2 separate regions of the Culex quinquefasciatus genome follow, and region 1 is linked to region 2. The links are chromatin contacts, called in public Hi-C maps. All regions are on one chromosome and are shown on one strand. Each heading gives the region's core, a stretch centred on a gene start, on an enhancer-like site or on the middle of the called end of the contact. The rest is flanking DNA. Distances are from core to core; before and after follow the strand shown.

Region 1 (5,980 bases), core at 1,431-3,930, 130 kb after region 2:
TCAACCAATTTTTGATATTTAAAAAGCATTGGAAAAAAGAACTCCTAAAATTTTAGAAAATTTCAAGGTTGGAAGTTTAACTTGTTTTATGTGACTTTGCCAATGTTTTAAAAAATGAAATTTTGACTTTGGCTGTGTTTTTACTAACATTTCCTATATTTTCAGTAAAAAGAAGTATGCCGTAATTTTTGTAGTGTCCCAGACTATGCCTCTACGCATTTTTTTTTTGCAATTTAAATGATGATGGTGCCATTCTACAGCAGAAAATGTGACAAACAAGCAAAAAATTGAAAAAGTTGCTGTAAAAACGTGAAAAAATGTAGTTATATTAGGTGGTAGAATAGGCAAAATACTACCAAAAACAAAAATGAACTAAACAAGATAAATGCAAATTAAAATACTAAAAATAATGCAAGAAAAAAACATAAAACAAGAGAAGTAAAGTTTTTCGTAGAACAAAAGTTGCTCAAAATGACCTCCTAAACACGGAAAAAATAAATAATTTCGAAAAAAAATTTGGGCAGAAGAGGGTAAAACAAAAACAAAAACAAGTTCTTTCTTTTAATTAATTTTTAAATATGTTTTATAATACCAAGAGTGCCATCTTTCGAGCTATGGCCGATCCAAACATGTTTACCCAAGTTGTATCATTTTATGAGTTTAAAAAAATCCCATTAAAATTGTAACTTGGTAAAAAAATATGAAGTAAAGTAATTACTTTAGTTATAAGTTATTTTTTTTTTTGTCAATTATGCTTGAAATTTGAAATCAATAACATAAGGTTTTGAAAAAGACACCAAAAGTTTAATTCAGTGTAATTTTTCAAAAGGTCCTACCAGCATAGGAAACAAACACAAAGTGTTCTAGAATTAAAATTAAAATACTTTTCTAAATATTGTTTCTTATAAGTAAAACGTCATCCTTTTTTTCTAGGTTTCGGCATCAGCAGCACCGTCTGGGACAAGGTGTTCGGCACGCCGATATTCCTGCGCAAACTGAAGTATTTGCTCAAATGGTAACACCCGGTGCTTGGTATTTAGCTAACAAACCAAATGAAACAAAGTGGAAAATAAAAGGCAGTTATACTTAAAAAATAAACGATGGATATATTATATATTTCATATACTGATGTGTTTGCTTGCTTTAACTTTTTTGGATTCGCCACTAACTTTAAGTACACGTTTACAGAGGAGATACACGTTTTCGTTTTTTTACGTTTTCTTATTCGATGACTACTAGGTTGTGCTTCTACGAACTAAAACAAAAAACTAGACGCGAGAGGAAGGGTGCACTTTAAATACGTTTGAGAACATGTTGCTTTATACTTATACTATTAACTACTACACAAAAGGTAGAAAATTGAGGGTGGTGCACTTTGGAACTTGGTCTCTCTCTCCTATCAGTAAGGTGGTGCAGTCTAAGAGTTTTTACTTAAAATAAAAATATTAGAATACAGGATAAATTGCAGCTTAATTGATCACTGAACGAAATGCGAATTGCTTCGTTCAACTTAAATACACCGTTTTTCAAAAAGCGTAAGAGGATAAAAGTTCAAAATAAACGCAACATTTTTGGTACCCTGCGGGAGATCGGCGGGACCTAGCTATTGTCCACTTTGGAGGTTTTCTGCGTGAGTTGACGCAGCTGCGGGAAGCTACTCTTCGTCTGCGGCGGATACAGCCGGCTGGCCAGCTGGACGAACGGCTCGTACAGCGAAGCGCGTTCCATCGCGTTGACGGTGTAGTGTTTGATGCGCTCTCGGGCGCACCAATTGTTGGCCCGGGTAAGGTTCGATTCTATTGCGTCCGTTTGCTGCTGCTGAATTTGGGGCGAACTCAGCGGGGATGAATTGGCCGAACGGGACGACTGGCGGGAGCGCATGTTTGCTATCACAATGACGAAGATCTGAGGGAGAAATTTACTGAATGCTGAGTTTTCTTATTTTGACCAATGTAGATCGTATCGCAATGATCACAGGAAACCTTAAAGATACCAAAATTTTCCGAAACTGACCTCTTTCTTGTCTTTGAACTTGTCAATGTCTGCCTTGATCCCTCCAAGCATGTCCAAACTGGCTGGATCGCTAGGATCATATACCAAGATGAACGCATCTGGATAGCTGAGATAGTGCCGCGGTAACTGGACACTGCCCTGCAGCCCCGCCGTGTCGTAGATCCTCAAAGTATCCCGACTTCCCTTGCCCGTATCCACACTGGCCACGTAAGTGTCCTCAATTGTGCTGTGGATCTCCTAAAAGAAAACAACGCAAAATATTAACACCTAACAGTAACTAATTGCCCCCATCCGGCGCATCTCTGAGTCATTGCGCGCCCTGCTCCCGCCACTCAATTAAAAAAGTCCAGTTATTCCACCCAGTTGAGTCACAAGACCTGACGCTTACCGTGTCGAGGGTAACGTTTCCGTAAATAAGTTGCTCCAAAATTGATGTCTTGCCGACGCCTTTGGCCCCACAAATGACAACCTTGCCGACCTTGCTTATCTTCGAGGTCAACATGATTGGCTTCTTCGCCCGCGTTTGTTTGAACCGATAATCACAGCACTAGCATAGTGTTTTAAGTAAATTTTTGGTAGTAATTAGAAAATTAAAGCGATGGAACTCTTGATGAACAGTAGCGGAGTCGTGAACTGCGACTGACATCAAAGCTGTTTGTTTCTGGGTAAAACTGTCAACACTTGGGACGCCGAGTGAGCCCCTTTGTAGAGGGGAAGTTTGCGTTTTTGAACCCAGTTTGCGTTTGTTCGACTGCACGGAAAACATTCACCTCACCTCTATTACGGACTTCATCGGCCTGAACTTCAATGATAAACCGACGGTAACATTTCAAAAGGCATCATGTACATTTTGACACTTTCTGGGTTATTGTATATTCTGAAAGTACTCCTAATAAGCTACCTCTCCACCAAAAATGAGCAAAAGTTACTTCAGTAAAGTCTGTTTAATCATGATTTTAAATAAAGTAACATAAACAAAATCTCGGCTATCAGCAGTCCCTGTTTATATAGCCCTGTCAACCTGTCAAACAAAAGACGACATGAACCTCGTGACGGAAAAAAGCAACATGAACAAAGCGCCATGTACATTCGGCGAAGAAAAACAAATCATAACAAAGCGTCCCCCTCAATGACAGCAGGGTGATATAGACGTTGGTGATATCAAAAGGAGTTATGTTTGTTTTTCTTAAATAAAATTACGGAAATAATGTTTTATTGAATTTGGATGATCAATTATCAATAAAAGCAACGTTTTTCATCGTTTGTTATCATTAGAAAATCTTATTTTGCTTTTATATAAAAATGGTAATTGGGTACAAAAGCCCTATGTCAATTTTTATGTACAACGGTAAAAAACACGATAAAAAACCATTTCTGATCACTTTTTTTCATTTTAATGCAATTTTTTTTTTTTTTGACAATACAACATTTTTCCGATGGATCAACTATGGTCCCCTTGGAACGAGCTGTCAAGTAGGAGCTTTTCTGTCAAGAAGGACCGCGAGGTTAATTTTTCAAAATTGATTTAAAAATCCATTTTAAACTCTTTGTGCTCGTACAAAGGGTCATTGTACTCAGAAAAATAAGCTTTATCGCTGTAAACAATAATATCAGCAATCTAAGCTTCATTTTAGGACCCAATTGAAAAGACAACATTTTTCCGATGGATCAACTATGGTCCCCTTGGAACGAGCTGTCAAGTAGGAGCTTTTCTGTCAAGAAGGACCGCGAGGTTAATTTTTCAAAATTGATTTAAAAATCCATTTTAAACTCTTTGTGCTCGTACAAAGGGTCATTGTACTCAGAAAAATAAGCTTTATCGCTGTAAACAATAATATCAACAATCTAAGCTTCATTTTAGGACCCAATTGAAAATGGATGCTCAACATTCAAATGCGTTTTTCTCAAAACACATGGTTTGTACATGATGCTTTTTGAAATGTTGGCATCAAAACAATGGTTAACCCTAGGGTTAACCTTATTTGAAATTGGTAAGTTTGTTTACCATTGTCGTTTCGTCGTTTTGAAACCTTATCCAAGATATAAATTGTATCTGGAGTATTCTTTTTAAAAAAAAAGGTCCTGCACTGAAAACCCAACCATGGTTTTTTTTTAATTTATATTTATTCAAATTTTCTTTTCCATGTACATTTATTAAGTTAAAATATTATTGAGTGTCCAATCGCAATTGCGATTATGATCGATGACTTTTCACCTCAACAATCGTCGGACAAAGTGTTTCATATCTGGAGTTTTTTTTTTTGAAAGGTCCAATAAACCAAATTTTCTGTTTTTGCTTTTTGGGTGTTTTTAGAACCGCCTTGAGTCAGGGGTATTGAAAAACACCCAAAGAGCAAAAACTGAAAATTTGGTTTATTGGTCCTTTTAAAAAAAACTCCAGATATAGAGTTATCTACGTGCGCATGTATTGCGTGTACGTACACGAAAAAGATTGAGGTTAAATTTTGACCGGCCAGCAAAATCAAATGGTGCGCTAGTGTGTGTACGCGAAACGTCATAAAGCTCTATTCGCACGTAAAGGGCCCAAGTTCCGTCGGACGAACCGAACAATTAACAATTAAATAAATCAAAAACTAAAAAAAATAACACAGAAATTTATAAATTCCAGAATTGAGAAACTCCAAAATATAAATGTTTCAAAAATAACAAATATTCAAATGTCAATTTAACAAAAAAAAGATAAGTAAATTTAAAAAAACACACATTTAAAAAAATTAATTGGAAAAATTCTAAATTCAAAATCAAAAGTTGAAAGGTTTAGCAATAAAAAAAATTAATTTCAAAGATTAGGCTGTTACAAATTTTATTTGAAGTTTTTGTTTTTTCAGAACTTCAACAATTAAATCACTTATTAATGCTACAATCAATATATAGAAAAAAAAAATTAGTTTTGTTCACCATTTAGAAAATTAATGCATCAAAAAATTTAAAAACAAAATAAATCTAATTTTTACATGCTCATTTTTTTATTTCCGAGTTCGGCAGAATTCTGCTGAAAACAGAACAATTTTTTTTTCGGCAGAAAAATGCTGAACCTCGGAAAATTAACTAACTCACAATTTGCCGAGACTTGGCATTTATTTCTGCTTACGTTGTTCTGATTTCGGCAGGAATTTTATAAAATTGAAAACAGTTCGTACATACGCGCAGAAAAATATTTTGTAGAATCAACCTGTACGAGGTTGGATTCAACAAAATTTTGGTTGAATATAATCAACGCCGATTTTGCGTTGAAACAAACCTTGATTTTCTCAATTCCACAAAAATATTTTATTGTTTTGAAAATGTTGCTTTGACGTTTAGCGTAAATTCAACAAAAATCTTGATTTTTAAATCAACAAAACGTTATATATATGCCTTATTTTTCTGCATGTTCGAAGTCCTCGGTGAGTCCTCGTCAATATTTAAAATCCAATAAAGACATTTTTATTTCTAAAATATGACTCCAAAATGTACAAATTTGAGAATATATTAATTTTAAGAATTGGAGCAATTAAGGTTTAAGAAAGGACTAAGTCGCCAGCTAGCGACAAGTTAAGACGTGTTTTGCTCGTGTTGTCATTTCGCGTGCTTGGAAGTTTTTCACGAATGGAGGTGGAGGATTTCCGAGGAGGAAGATTTTAGTCCCGTCCGCGGGAATCGGAAGCGGAAGCGAGGGCACTGGAATCGTCATCGAAGGAGAAAAAGTTGAGAAGACCCTGCTCAACAGCAACAAATTCAGCGCGCTAGCGGGTGACAAAAACAACAACAACAAGCAATCCAACGTGACCCAGTGCAGGAATTGCCTCCGCCTGGGACATGGAGCCAGGAACTGTTATCTCAAAAGCAGATGCAACAACTGTGGGCGGAACACTGTAAAGTCGAAGTAACTCAACCCAAAAAGTGTGCTAACTGCTCTGGATCGCACGAGGGTCTGGACCGTAGTTGCCCCAAACGTGCGCAGTTC
Region 2 (5,795 bases), core at 1,870-4,369:
CTAATGATTGGGATTTTTCATCATCATGCTCTATAGATTTTACAAACTAAAAATAAAAAAAAAACTTTTTTATTTTTTAGAATAACATTAATTATTATTAGAAAGCAGGAAATGGCATTTACAATTCTGGAGTTTTTTTTTGAAAAGGTCCAATAAACCAAATTTCCAGTTTTTACTTTTTGGGTGTTTTTGAAACCGCCTTGAGTCAGGGGTATTTAAAAACACTCAAAAAGCAAAAACTGAAAATTTGGTTTATAGGTCCTTTTCAAAAAAAACTCCAGAATTTATTAATTTTGTAGAAAAGATTTGCAAAAATACATTGTTATCAACATTTATATAAATGCTCGTAAAGTTTCTTTGAAAAAAGGTTTTGTGTATTCAAGAAGAACGATTATTCCAAGAATTATCAATTTCTGTGAATTAATTATTATTTTTTGGTGAGTACTTTCTTTTTAACCAAAAAGTCTTTTTGAATCATTAGTCCAAACAAAAATGTATACACTTTGGCAGCAGTGCAGGAAAGTTACATACAAATATAAAAAAAAAACGGTATCTTGACACTTTTTTTTTATCGATTAAGTATCTTCGGTAAGTTGATTGATGGAATAAATTTTCGAAAATAATTTTAATTTAGAAAAACTGTCTGAAATACCCAAAACACAAAATGGTAAAAAATCATAAAAAATGATCGAGCTGCGATTTTTTCAACAACACATAAGGCTGGTACAAATTTTATTTAAAGTTTTTGTCCCTTCCTTCAAAGTTGCCCCGAAAAATCAGGGGGCAAAAAAAATTTTTTTTCATAGAACATCTAAATTTCAATCGAAAATTGAGTGCAATCAGCTGAAATCTATTTAAAATACATTCCCCTGCGTTTGGAATCATTGTTAAGCATGTTTGGGTTGATTAAATAATCTTTTGATTTTTTTTTTTAATTTTCGGTCTTTAATATCGCAAAAAGTTTTTTCCGTACATTTTTTGAAGACTAATAATTGCAAAACAACTGAACTAGCGTAAAATGCAATTTTAAACACTTTTTGCATTCAAATGTTGAGACTATGGCTTGTTCTTTAATTTTTTTGTTATATTTAATTTTTTTGTTTTTTTACTCAACGTCCATGTACATTTCTTCAAATCAGTTTTCTTAGTAAAGCATCAAAATAAAATGTTTTTCTGTATTTCTTAAACTATCTGCTGAAAATGCCAAGCATTTTGGAGATATTCTTTCTGTTAATTAAATATTCATTGACTTTTTTTTATTTTTTCTTTTATTTTTTCTATTATTTTTTCTTCCATATTTAATAATAATAATTTTGTATAAATTTATGATTACCGACGAATTGTTTTTGGAACAGAGATTTTTTAAACTGCCCAAAATATACATTTGAAAAATTTTCAAAAATAGTTTTGATTTCAGATTTAAACATGCTATTTAATAGTATTTTTTAGAAGTTGTAGCTATTTACATTAAAAAATCATTCTATTTTAGCTTTAAAAAATCGAATGGTTGAGAAAATTCTTTACTGCTTTCTTTGAAGGACAAATCTTGATCATGAAATTAAAAAAAAAATCCTGATTTAAATTTTATGGACAACTAATATTTTAGCAAACAAAGGTCAAATTAACAATATCCAAATTATGAAACATATGATTATTTTTACAAATATTTTGAATGTTTTAAATTAAATGGCACAATTTACAAATTTGAAACAAATATTCGTAGAAAAAACAAAAAGAAAAAACTCTAAAACTGTGCACTTTATTTTAAATTCTTAAAATTTCTTAACGAATGCAAATTATAGGTTTATCATTCAAATATTTTTGAATATTTTTGGCACAATTTACAAATTTGAAACAAATATTCGTAGAAAAAACAAAAAGAAAAAACTCTAAAACGGTGCACTTTATTTTAAATTCTTAAAATTTCTTAACGAATGCAAATTATAGGTTTATCATTCAAATATTTTTTTAAACATTTTCTGATTGATCAAAAATAATTCGCCCGTAATTCACTGCATCTTAAATATCGTTGTTAGCTTTTGCTTCAAATCAATTTATTTTTTTTCTCTTAAATATTTCGTTTGAGGGGTTTTTTCTGGCCCCCCTGAGACCGCTCGTGGTACCCACAGGGGTACATGTGGTCGAGAACCGCTGCTGTAGAGGAAAAAAATGCTAGTTTTCGCGATTTCTTCACTTAGAATAACAGGAATAATATTCTATTTGAGAAAAGAACATATTGAATACATTAAAGAGGGGCTTTTGTCAAAATTTAAATAAACTTAAAATATTTTCCCGGTTTGTCAGTCGAATTCCCGAGTTTTTCCCGGTTTTCTCCCGGTGGATAAAAATCCCGGGTTTTTCCCGGTTTTCCCGGTTTTTTCCCGAGGTGGCCACCCTGGTTTAAGAGGGGCCACATTATAAGCGGTATACGCACTTCGGAAGGAACCGGTCAAGAAAAAATGTTAATGGGCAGCAGCGGCAGCGCAAGCAAGTCAGAGAGGGTGAAGAAAAGCCCCAAGAAATCGCTCCCTCTCCTTTGTTCTGCTGATCGTAAAGCTGTTTCTTGACCCCTTTCCTTCCAATCTGCATACTAGCTTTAAAGCGTTTTCAACTGAAATCGAGTGATAGCAAGCAAGTTTCTATCATTTTTTTTGCAAAATAAGTTGTTTTAATAGTTAAAACCAGCCAATTGGATGGACTTAGGAGCGAGTGCTTAACCTGCCAAGCTTATGAGCATTTCCCCTACTCAAGTATGTATCAACTTACCTGAAAATGTTAGACACGTTAAGATTCACAACACTTTCTTAGCAATAACTTCTTTTTCTGATCAAATTGTTCGTTACTAGTATCTGTGGTATGTATTGCAAACATATTCACTTGAAAATTTTACTTTTGAACTGGCAAAACCACATGAGAACTTATTAATTTTTTGAACCGAACATTTTCTTTTGAATAACGGATTGCTTTGATCGAAAACAAAACAACACGCTAACTGACAGTTCAAACTTTCGGTTGAAATATTTCACCGATGCTTGTCGGCAACAAAACGATGTCGGCACAAAAAGCCGAACCCGTATCCACTTCGCGTTTCTTTCGCCGTTCTTCCGTCTTTTTTTTGACTTTTCGTTCTTTCTTCGCGTGTGTGTGGGCCACTCAAAAACCCAATGCTGACAACGTTCTGCAATGAAAATTTTGTAAAACCATTATTTACACCCGGAAAAATCGATTCAAATTGCTGCCAATGAACATGGTATGTACCCGAACGGAGATGAAAATCGAGAAAAGTGAGCTTTGCGAGCGATTTGGTGCGATTTTAGCGAATTTTCACTGCCCTGAAACACGTGAATTTGGCACCCCAAATGGCGTCATCGCTGGTGGGACCTGGTTCGGGTGACAGCTGTCGTTGTTTGGCTTGACGAGGGCTGGCGTAAAGAGGAATGTCAAAAGTTTTGTTTTGAAACGGTGCCGTATGATTTGGTTTTGCAGCGAAATTCTTATTGGAATAGAAATTGACTACAGTAATAACTCGATTTATCGCTTCACGATATTTTGGAATAAATATTCAGAAAAATCAAGAGAAAAATAAATATAAATAAACCCAACTGATTTTAAAAAAAAATCCAAGATAATTTAAATGCCTTTCAAATTAGTTTTTCTCAATAAAAAATAACACGTTTTATTTTTGAAGATTTTTTATTTGAATTGACCATTAATTTAAACCGCGATTGAGATCTGTAAAACAAATATTTCCAGAGTTTTTTTTAGAAAAGGTCCTATAAACATATTAATCACAATATCTTTTAGGACCTTTTTTCAATATTCTTAAACATGAAAATTTACAAATTTTATAATGTATTTCCGTAGATGCTCGGCGAGGCTGCGGCCGTGGTCCTGGGAGACCTCCACGACCAGCATCACCAGTTTGAGGAAACAGACCCGCTGTACTGCTACGTTTGCAACGTGGCCATCTCGAGCGCTGCCGACGAATCGATTGGCCAACTCTGCCAACTGTTCCCGATCATAACGGACGAGGAAGATGAAGCGCTCAGTCCTGCGCACATCCTCTCGAATCTGCTGCAGATCGACATCACGCCGGAGCTGTCCCACTCGCAGGCCATCTGTCTGCAGTGCAATCTGCTGTGCAACGAGTACCAACACCTGCTGGACCGTCTCGACTCGATCAAGTTGCAGTTGACCGTTAGCTACAACAGTACTGTGGCGAAACTGACCGCCAGTTTGACGGCCAAAGATCTGGTCGACGCGGAGGCGGAAGCGCTGGACGACGACGTTTCGCAGGGCTTGGAGCTTGCGGACCCAAATGCGGACATTGTGAGTTTTGAGAGCTCGTTTTGTCACTGCCAAATTATTAATTTCTCTCTTTCCGCTAGATCACCCTCGGAGATTTGACCGCTGTCGTTCCGGCCTCATCGGAGGTGACGGACATGGATTCCGAACCAACCATCATCCGCCAAATGCCCAAGTTACACTTCATACCACGGCCAACGGAGTGCAGCTCGCCAACCAGAAACAGCAACTCCAGGTCCATCATCAAGATGGTCCCAAAGGACGTCGAAACCGCCACCACGGACGTCTTCATCAAGTCCGAGATCTGCGAAATCCCGTCAACCATTACGATGGAGCAGTTCTTCGAGGGTAGCGACGGCAACATGGTGGAGATCATCGCCGACGAGGGCGATCCGGATTACATCTACGACAACGTGATCGAAACCATCGGCGGAGGATCCGGCGGCGGGGAGGCCGACGAAGACCCGGGTGGAAGTGACGGGGCGGAAGAAATCGGGACCACTACCATTTTGACGCAGGACGCCGATGGAAACGCGCTCGAGCTGACGAGTTGTTTGGCCAAGGACACCCAGCTACTGGCGGCAGGCGGGAGCACGCATCGAAGGCTGGAGGAGGACGACGGGGATGTTGCGGACGTGTTGATTGCGGCTGCGAACGAGAGTTTGGATCGGATGGTGAAGTCGAAGCTGGAGTCGGTGAGTAGACTTTTTTTTGGTGGATATTTGAGGATCGTCTGCTTGAAAGGCAGATCGCTTAACCATTTGGCTAAGTACCTGGACTTCCTAAAATTCTGGGTGCAAAACAAAATTTGACAACAGTACGTTTCAGAAGTTAAATATATATCTGAATTCATATGAGTGCATTTGCAAACCTTCAAAACGGATTTAGAAATATCTAAAAAAAAAAACAATTCGACCGTTCAGCAGAGCAACTCAAAACTTCCCCTGAGAAATGAAATGCCTCAGTCTTATAGTTGAATAAAAAAAAGGGCTGACCAAGACAATTTTGGGAGCTGTCCATACAAAAATGGTACGTAATTATTGGAAAATCTGTATCATGAATTTGCAAAGAATTTTTCTGATCGATTTGGAGTCTTCTACAAATTTGTGTGGACTATTCAGAAAAAATAGGTACACGGAACAAATGAGCGAATTTAAATTTCCTTTATTACAAAAAAAAAAACAATTCCTTAGCATTTTTATTTTTTTAATGTTGCAGAAGTACGGGCAACAATTTTGCCGCCGATTTTATATTATACAATACTTATAACTTTGCCAAAGACACCAAATCGATCATTAAATTTCTTCAAATGGTAAAGATTTTCGAAAATTTACGTACCATTTCAAATCCTTTGCGGTCGTACTAAGGGTCATTGTACTCAGAAAAATAAGCTTCATCGTTGTGAACAATAATATCACAAATTTAAGCTTAATGAGGACCCAATTTCGCCATTTCTAATGCGAATTTAAATGAAACTTTCGTAGTCGGAG

Evidence for each region. A called contact is a pair of places that touch in the nucleus more often than the background predicts.
Region 1: a contact with region 2 is called in a Hi-C map of whole body, with 4 times the contacts expected there. The contact joins the promoter of LOC6032329 here to the promoter of LOC6032341 in region 2. A contact is called at or near these places in 2 of 2 Hi-C or Micro-C datasets (both in whole body).

The regions. Positions count from the first base shown.
Region 1 is chr2:13,454,113-13,460,092 of VPISU_Cqui_1.0_pri_paternal, forward strand. It overlaps LOC6032329 (NF-kappa-B inhibitor-interacting Ras-like protein), which reads right to left and starts at 2,681. Exons shown (of 3, transcript XM_001842907.2): 1 at 2,402-2,681; 2 at 2,014-2,250; 3 at 1,084-1,905. The coding sequence starts at 2,515. The coding sequence ends at 1,600. LOC6032330 (dihydroceramide fatty acyl 2-hydroxylase FAH2) reads left to right here. Exons shown (of 5, transcript XM_038255361.1): 5 at 934-1,098. The coding sequence ends at 1,019.
Region 2 is chr2:13,321,030-13,326,824 of VPISU_Cqui_1.0_pri_paternal, forward strand. LOC6032341 (zinc finger protein 761) reads left to right here and starts at 3,120. Exons shown (of 5, transcript XM_038252409.1): 1 at 3,120-3,250; 2 at 3,865-4,329; 3 at 4,389-5,000. The coding sequence starts at 3,242.